Regions from separate parts of the Zea mays genome. Here region 1 is linked to region 2. A link is a contact called in public Hi-C data. All regions are on one chromosome and are shown on one strand. The core of a region is the stretch at or near the end of the contact, and the rest is flanking DNA. Distances in the headings are between cores, read along the strand shown. Region 1 holds the start of LOC103631596 (bromodomain-containing protein 4). Region 2 holds the start of LOC100194194.

Region 1 (4,946 bases), core at 518-3,017, 190 kb before region 2:
AGCATCAAAGAAGCGAAACAACGGCAATCAGAACAGGAATCCACCACAATAAACACATTCTTTTATGCTTGTAAGGGCGCCAGCGGTCGCATCATGCAGTGGGAATTGCAGGGAAATTAGTGTTGCAGCAAGTTCCGCAGCAGTCGGCACTGAAAACGGCGACCTTTTTCTGTCGCGCGCCGTCCGGACAATGCTTACACCTCCATCAGTAGGAGAAAAAGGTCAAATCCGCCAAAACGTGTCAGATCCGCCCACTATTCCTTCCGAGGTAAGGATTAAAGCGCTAGCCAGTGAGGAGGGTCAAGATCCCTAGGCCGGCCGGACTCGAGGGGCGCCAAAAGGAATTCCAAACCCACCTAAAAAAAAGCAACCGCCCTCCCAGAGCTAAAAATCCGCAGATACCACCATCAGAACACCACTGATCCCCGCTAGATTCCCCGCCACAGAGGCGAGCCGTACCACAACCCCCACCACCCACAATAAAAATCCCGAACCGCAGATCCAACCACTACATCTCAGCATCGCCGCGTGTCCCGCGGCCAAAACCCCCTCGGGGAGGTCCCCAGAGCCCGCAATTTTCGAAAATTTGGCGCGAGATAGGGAGGGCCCCGACCTTGACGACGCCGGAGAGGACGCTCTTGAGGCGCTTCTGCCGCCGCCGCCCGCTCCCGGTCCCGTCCTCATCGTCGTCGGAGGGATTGGGGTCCCGGCGGGTGGGCGAGGCGGCGGGGCTAGGGTTTTGGGCCTGCAGGCGGAGGCTGCGGCGCTGGAGGTCGAGGAGGGACGGGCGGCCCTTCTTCTTGCGCCGCCGCTGCGGGGATGGCGTTTCTGCGGGGGGCGGCGGCGGAGAAGGAGGGGCCGGAGGCTTGCGGGTCTTCGCCATCGGAGGCCGGCAGGAGGCGGCGGCGGCGGCGAGGCAGGTACGGGGGACGAGGTGGTGCTGGTGGTGTGATGGCCTGGGAACGGGTCGAGGTGCGTGTGGCTTTGCGTGCGTTTGGTATTTTTTTCCCCTGGGGTCTTTCGGTTTGCGTCGGTCTGCTCGGCTGTTTTGGGGCCCAGTATGTCATGACATGCGGGTCCGGTCTGTATAGGGCCCCACATGGAAACGAGAGGGGGATAAAGCTCCCCGCGTTGTTGCGAGTCGGATCGGCCGGCCGCGGGCGCGTTTGGTGGGGTGGGACCGGGCGCGTTTGTGCCGTGGCCGGACCCGATTGGTGGGTGCCCCAGGGTCGTGTGGGTGGTTGTTTTTTTCGTTGGAATAGAAGGCAGTGCGACCCACCTGTCAGTGCGATGAGGAGTTTGGTCTCGTTTTATATCTCCCGCAACTCTTTACGTCGCAGTCACTGTTCCGTTTATTGCCATCTTCCAAGCAACCACTCTTCCCTTCTTCTTGGCGAAGTCCATGGTTTTTATCTACTTTTCATTTTTTATACCCCATTTACATGTGTGTACGAAGGAGCAATTACCGTTTGTATTTTTTACTTCACAAAAGAGGAGCAAATAGGTAATGGTGGACTACAAGATGGATAAACAACAAAGCTCTTGAATTGGTTGAGATAGTCCACGTCCTTAACTTCTGATCATCTAGCTTTAGATTGCACCACGGCCTCCATTTCTTCTAAACATCTAATAGCTTTTGTAACCTAAAGGGTGAGCAACACTTGGTTCGATTCTAAAGTGACTCTTGCAGAATTGCATGCAGGGGCTAGATAAAAGTAGCTCATTTATAGTGTGCCATTTACAGTGCATTGAAAATGATAGCTCATTTATTTGTGAGATCTCAGTGACGTTTATTAGCAAAGGGTGGGTAGATAAAATAAGAAAATAAACAAAATATTCAAGGATGAAAAAATGTGCATAGAAAGTGTGCCATGGCTAAGACATAAGGTTGTCTTCAATAGCTTACTCATCTTATCTTTCATCACTTCTAGTATTTTAAATTTCACTATGTTAACAGAATGATTTATAGTGCAAAATAATATTTTTCAACGATCATATGCACGATCTGTTGGAGACAATCTATGGATGATTGAGCGAATCGGCCATTACAAAACTCTAAGACCTAGGACTAATTATCCTGAACACTTTTATGGCATATTTGTTTAACATATAAACAGTTTTGCTTGCTGCAATATGCATTTCTAAACGTTCAGATGTATGGAGCTGTGCTGCATGGCTGATGGGCAATCTGTTTTACATGCCAAAGAAATAAACCCTTAGAGCTTGTTTGATTAGAAGGGGATTGGAGGGGGTGAGAGAAAATGAACTAATTTTCTTGTCAATTCCCTTCAATCATCTTTTAGCCAAACAACCCTTAATACAGTTGATTTCTAGTTTCTTTAGGACTACTCTACTCCAATTTTTTATGCATTCCATGGTTCCCAGCCAAACAATTATAGCTCTACAAACTCTAATCGAAACAGAATGGTGGAGTTGAGATAGCACCTGAAGAGATGCTCCATAAACTCTTGTTTTTTAGAGTTGCACCATAATGTCTATAGGAGAGAGTTTGTGGAGCAGTTTCAAACAAGTCCAGATAACTCAGAAGAGAGTAATTCATTTTTCTTAATTTCCATATCTAGAGATTTTTCAGCATTAACACACTTATCATGTTCTTCTTATAGAATATCTTCTTTTTTCTCTAGCAATCTATCATTCTCATTAAGGCATCAATTAATTAATTAATTTTATCAACTTTGGGTATGTTTGGTTGGATGTATAATGAAGGATGGAAGGGGACGGCCACAGTTTCTATAGTTTTTGGATGTGAGTCAAGTGGGGGCGAGATAAACACCAGAGTAATTTTTTGGTGGTGGCGTGATCCCAAAAAATTGAGGGATGGTGTCGCCCCGCCTCATCCTACTTTGACCTCAAACCAAACACACCCTAAAGAGATCGCTATAATCTACCTCATCATCAGAATCATCATCACTAGAAGAGGTATACTTAGGAGTGTCTCGTGTACGTACTTTCTTCTCATTAGCCATGAGGCAGGTATGCCGCTCGTTGGGGAAGAGGGAGGATTTGTCGAAGGTGGAGACAAAAAGTCCCTCATCGTCGGAGTCGGATGAAAAGCAGTCCGAGTCCTATTCCTTGTCAATGTGAGCCTCGTCCTTTGCCTTCTGATAATTCTTTTTCTTTTCCTTCTTTCATTTCTTTTCTTGTACCTGGTCATTTTTATTATCGGAACATTGCGTAATAAAATGACCAGACTTACCACATTTGAAGCAAGACGTTTTCCCCTTGACTTGTTCTTATTAGGGTATTCCTTGTGTCTCTTCAATGCGATCTTGAAACACTTGATTACAAGCGTCATTTCTTCCTTATTGAGTCGGGCAGCCTACACTTGTGCCACCTTGTTAGGTAGCGCCTGCTTGTTGCTTTGAGAGCAACGGGCTGCGGCTCGTAGAGAGGAAGTGGTCAGTTGGCAATATCATCAACGTACCTTGCCTCCTTTACCATCATTCACCCGCTTATGATTTTTTCGAGAATTTCCTCGGACATCATCTTGGCGTACTTGGGATTCTCACGGATGAGGTTTACAAGATGAGGATCAATAACGATAAATGACCTTAGTTTGAGTCGAATGACATCATGATTCGTCCATCTTGTACTCCCATAGCTCTGGATCTTGTTCACCAGGGCCTTGAGCTTGTTGTTGGTTTCAGTTGGCTCTTCTCCCCTTTTCATGGCGAACCTTCCCAGTTCTCCTTCCACCAGATCCATATTTGTAATCATGGTGGCATCATTTTCCTCATGAGAAAACTTGAGGGTGTCCCATATTTGCTTGACATTGTCCAAACCGCTAACTTTATTGTACTCATCCCTGCATAGAGATGCTAACAACACAGTAGTAGCCTGAACATTCTTATGAATTTACTCGTTAATAATATGGGATTATCGCTACTATCAGAATGCATTCCATTTTCCACTATTTCCCAAATGCTAGGATTGAGAGAAAATAAATTACTACATATTTTATGATTCCAAAAAGAGTAGTTCTCTTTGTCAAAGTGGGGGGTTTACCAAGTGAAATAGACAACAAATATGCATTTGAATTGTATAAAATGTGGGAATAATAAAATGAATTATTTTGATTAATCGTTTTCTTTTTCGTGGACGAGTCTTCTTCTTCGTCGTCCCTTGGTGAAGAAGAGGAGATGTCGGTCTCGTAGTAGATAATCTTCTTGATGCGCATTTTCTTCTTCCCATCCTTTCTATTGTTATTTGAGCATGAATCAGTGGGCTTGTCACCTTTTGGCTCATCAATGTTGAAAGTCTCCTTCTCCTTATCGTTGATCACCATTACCTTGCCCTTAGGATCCATCTTTTTGGGCGGTTAATCCCTTGATGAAGAGAACGACTCTGATACCAATTGATGGAACCGGACCACCGACACATGGTGTGTCCGTCGGTCCGCTCGCACATATGGCGCACCCACCCAGACCATTGGGCCGTGACACACGCGCCCGCACGCATAACAGCGGGCTTTAGGTCTCTTGGGCCAACACTCCCCCCAAAAAGCTAGCCTTTTAGGGGGTTGCACCCTCAACCATATAAATCATGCTTGCCCACCCTCACCACACAATGTGGGACTATTCCCAACACATTGTAGGATCTGAGAAAGTCCACTACCTCAAACTGCATCTGCTCGGTGTGAAAGTTTGAGGGATCACCGAACGTGATGGGCAGCGTGACCCGTCCTAGCGGGTAGGCATGGTTCCTGGGGATAACACCGTGGAATGACGTTGTGCTTGGTCGCAGCGCGGAGCATGCGATCCCTAGTCCATCGAAGGTATGAACATACATGATATTGAGGCCTCCCCCTCGTCGATGAGCACTTTGGTGAGTCGCTTCAATCTTACAGATTAGAGTAAGGGAGGGATAGAAAGTACACACATAAGAGCAAATTGCGACAACATACGCAAGAAACACAAAGACAAGAG
Region 2 (4,423 bases), core at 1,420-3,919:
GCGCACTGTAGCGCATTTAATGCTATTGCAGGCGACCATTGGCGCTAAAGTAGTCGTTGCTCCGCTGGCACACCGGACAGTCCGGTGAATTATAGCGGAGTGGCTCCCAGAATTTCCGAAGGTGAGCAGTTCAGAGTTGGAGTCCCTGGTGCACCGGACACTGTCTGGTGGCACACCGGACAGTCCGGTGCGCCAGACCAGGGCACACTTCGGCTGTCTTTTGCTCTCTATATTTGAATCCTTTTTCGGTCTTTTTATTGGTTTGTTGTGAACCTTTGGCACCTGTAGAACTCATAATCTAGAGCAAACTAGTTAGTCCAATTATTTGTGTTGGGCAATTCAACCACCAAAATCAATTAGGAAAAGGTGTAAGCATATTTCCCTTTCACCCCCGGGGACTATACTAACTCCGAGCTTATCTCGGAACGCCCCAATTATTTCCTCTCTTACTATATCGATGGCAGCCGGTGGGAGACCATCGTCTCTTTGATCCAATATGGGTGAGGTTGTTTGGATGTTGGTATGTTGTTTTCCTCCCCATTGGTTTGGGTTTTGCGGTGCGTTAATACATGCCCTATGAGGCTCATAGGACTGGCCATTCCTTTCTGGCCTTCTGGAGGCCAGAAAGTAATCACTATCACAGGTTTGGTAGGTTATATTATGGTGCTGGTGTGTCGCATGGTGAGATGGAGAGTTTAGCTGGGACGGATGCGGAGTTGGATATCCATCCTCCTTAAAAAACTTTGTGCCGGACCGTCCGGTTAAATACGCGGACCGTCCAGTTACGTGCGCGGACTGTCCGGCAATGTGGCGTTATATTCGGACTGTCTGGCGTCATACGTGGACGGTTCGAATGGGTTATCTAGGGTTTGCAGGGTATGTGGCGGCTTGGATGCAGGCCTCGGTAATTCGCTTCTAAAAATGGGATCGGCCGCCGCTGGCCCGGACGGTCCGCGCTCACGTGCGGACGGTCCAGACATGAGCAGATCGGCAAATTTATCGCCGATGTGCGTGAGAGGCTGTTGTTGCCCAGGGTACATGTCTATCGGCATCTCATAAAGGGGTTGTGATTGGTCGTGACAACCTGTTGCCGATGAATCACGTGTGTATTCCCTCGGTTCAACCTCGTGAGAAGGAAGATTTGCAATAGTAGACTTATCAAGCGCACACACTAGCCTTTTATGATCATTTTGTATATCCCCTTCGATATGTTGCATCTGCTCTCGCTGTTCGTCTATGTAAGCTTTAAGAGATTGGAGCTCATCGGTGCTACTTACATTGGGGGTATTCGTAGTAGGTCGGAGCGAAGCCAGATCTGTCGCCTGTTGCCGAACGACTTTGTTGTTCCTGTCCATCTTGAAGTCGGCCGGGAATTTCGCCTTTGCTTTCTGGATCAGCTGCTCCTGGTGCTCCTCGAATAGGAGCTGTTCTTCAACCGGCAAGGTTTCCCATGTCGGCTTGATGATATTGCTGGTGGAAACTTCAAAGCTATCCTTTGAACCGGCCATTGAGGGTCGATCTCGATAGGTCTATATGAAATTGTCCCCAGCGGAGTCGCCAAAAAGTATGTTGACGCCTTTTTCGGGCGCCAAACACTCAACAAGAACCAGCGGCGGTGCTCTCTGCACAGGCGCGGACGGTCCGCGACCAGGGGTCGGACGGTCCACGACCTGGCGCAGGGCTAGGGTTCCCTGCCTGACGGTCGAACAGTTCGCGCTTGCGCAGGGGGGGGGCAAAGGTCGCCGGCGGCGCCTGGATCTCGCTCCCGGGAGGGACCCCGTCGGGGAGGAGAGATCCTATGAGTTGTCTAGGCTCGGGCAGGCCGACCTAGACTCCTCTAATCGACGTAGAGTCGAAGAGAAGCGGAGAATTTGAGGATTGAGAGGCTAAACTAGAACTAGACTAGAACTACTTCTAATTGTACAAGAAATAAATGCGAGATAGAAGTATTATTGATTCGATTGATCATTCCAAATCGGTCGTATACCTATCTATTTATAGAGGAGGGGGCTGGACCCTTTACAAACTAATCTCCCGAGCTAATTCCGCGAATATAGCTAATAACCGTAGCACAAAACTCGGAACCCTAATCTGCTCTGCGCATGCGCGGACCGTCCGGCCCACAGACGCGGACCATCCGCAGCTCATTTTGGAGCTAAACAATAACCATTCAACTACCGTATCTAGCTATTTGTCATAATTGGATGGACTAGGGAGACGTTAGAGGACTTGGTTGTTTTCGACTGACATAGTTGTCCCGCAACTAAACACATCCATCATATATTATGCCACCAATCTCTAGGGTTCAGTTTTTAAACATAGAAATTGGAAATATGTTTTTTAGAAGGTTAATCTATACCAATATATAATCTATCAGTTTAAATTTTGCAAAACTCATTCAACCAAATCACTCCACATCAATAAACCTCACTAAATTCACCAAACTATTTATATCAGATTTAACACCATCAAAACCAACGATTAAGTTTGCTGGATAACTTTCTCCCACTTAATCAAATCTAATTGACGATATTATCTGAGTCGTTTCTCATCCTTTCTCTCTCCCTACGACCTTGCCTCTCCAAAATGGTAGTGTTAACACCGGCAATATTTTTTTTTAAAAAAAAATCGGGAGTCTAGCTAACGAATTCATTTTTGAGCGGTTAAAGGAACTGATAACTCGAAGGGGACGATTGAGAAATTTGTCCGCTCACCATCTCGGTCGGCGACAGCGGGAAACCACTGGGCCTCCTGCACCTGCAGCCAGCAGCCCCGCCGCGACACGCTCCCCCGAGATCTCCAGCGCCCGACTTGGCAGATCCAGCAAGCTGCACCCACCGCAGGCGTGATCTCCTCTCTTGGATCCCGAAGATGGCGGCGGGAACGGAGGCCTTTGAGGCATACTTCCGCCGCGCGGATTTGGACCAGGACGGCCGCATCAGCGGCCAGGAAGCTGTCGCCTTCTTCCAGGGCGCCAACCTGCCGCAGCCAGTCCTCGCCCAGGTGCCCCTCTATACCCTCCCCTTGGATTCGCGCATTCGCCCACTTGAGCGTCCAATTTTAGGCGTGATAGCGGCGAACCATACTAGATCCTTGCCCCGCGGATTCGAACGCGTTAAGAGTTTCTCGGATGGGCGCAGGTATGGATGCACGCCGATCAGAACAAGACTGGTTTCCTCGGCCGCCCGGAATTCTTCAACGCGCTGCGCCTGGTCACCGTAGCGCAGAGCGGGCGTCAGCTCACGCCCGACATAGTGCAGTCGGCACTGTATGGTCCCGCCGCGGCTCGAATTCCAGCTCCCAAGATAGCCGCGGGGGCGGCTCGTTCACAGATGGGTGCTGCGGGGGCGCCTAGGCCTCAGGGGAGCGCTGCGATGACGCCCGGGCAGGTTGGAGCAGCTCAGATGAATCCGGCTGGCACACCAAGGCCCCAGGGAAGCGGTATGATGCCGACATCTACCCAAGTTAGTATGCTGCAGGTGAACCCTGGTGCTGCTCCAAGGCCCCAAGGGATCAGTTCTATGATGCCAGCTGCGAGTCAGGGTGGTGCTCTACAAGCAACTCAATTTGCTGCACCAAGGGCAATGCAGCCACAGCCTCCTAACCTGGGAATTACTCAACAGCAACCTTCTAGTACCGGTTTCATGCGGCCACCACAGGTTGGAACTCCAGCAGCTTCATTTCAAGCTCAAGCGCCTGGAATCAATCAAGGTTTGGTCCATGGAGGCAGCATGGAAGGATCTATCAGTTGGCAAGGCGGTAATGCTGCCTCAGTTGGAGGCATCCCACGAGCTATACCAGGAGCTGCTCCTTCTCAGACAACACGTGGATTTGGTCCAGGTTTACCTAGCACAATGGGCATGGTGCCTGGACAACAGGTACAAGCAATGTCTTCATCGCCATTGCCTCCACAGAGCAACAGTGCTGTTTTGCCTCAGAATTCAAAAGCTTTGGTACTGTCTGGAAATGGCCCTGCCAGCAGCTCTGGATCAAGCACAGACATCTTCTCTGCACTTACACAGCCAAAGCCAAGCTTATCTGCACCTCAGACAAGCTCGATTCCGAGTTCATCCAGTTTTATGGCCACGCCTACTGGCTCCCAGAACCTGACTAATCTCACTCAGTTTGGTTCTTTGCAAGGTAGCAGCCAACCTCAACAGACTCAGCCTATCGTAAAGTCCATTCCTGCTCCAGCTACACCTGTTGTCTCTGCTGGGATTTCTAATTCAGCTTCTCAATGGCCCAAAATTACTCAACCGGACATCCAGAAGTACATGAAAGTCTTTGGGGATGTTGATAGGGACAGAGATGGCAAAATAACTGGTGCAGAAGCTCGCACTCTGTTCCTCAGTTGGAGGCTTCCAAGGGGTAGGATACTGTCACCAACTTCCCACTACCCTAATCATGTATATCATTTACTTAG

Evidence for each region. A called contact is a pair of places that touch in the nucleus more often than the background predicts.
Region 1: a contact with region 2 is called in a Hi-C map of leaf, with 5 times the contacts expected there. The contact joins the promoter of LOC103631596 here to the promoter of LOC100194194 in region 2. A contact is called at or near these places in 6 of 25 Hi-C or Micro-C datasets (ear, endosperm, leaf and 2 more).

The regions. Positions count from the first base shown.
Region 1 is chr1:6,977,475-6,982,420 of Zm-B73-REFERENCE-NAM-5.0, reverse strand. LOC103631596 (bromodomain-containing protein 4) reads right to left here and starts at 1,767. Exons shown (of 9, transcript XM_008652471.4): 1 at 614-1,767. The coding sequence starts at 883.
Region 2 is chr1:6,791,889-6,796,311 of Zm-B73-REFERENCE-NAM-5.0, reverse strand. LOC100194194 reads left to right here and starts at 2,669. Exons shown (of 13, transcript NM_001359424.1): 1 at 2,669-3,003; 2 at 3,141-4,368. The coding sequence starts at 2,872.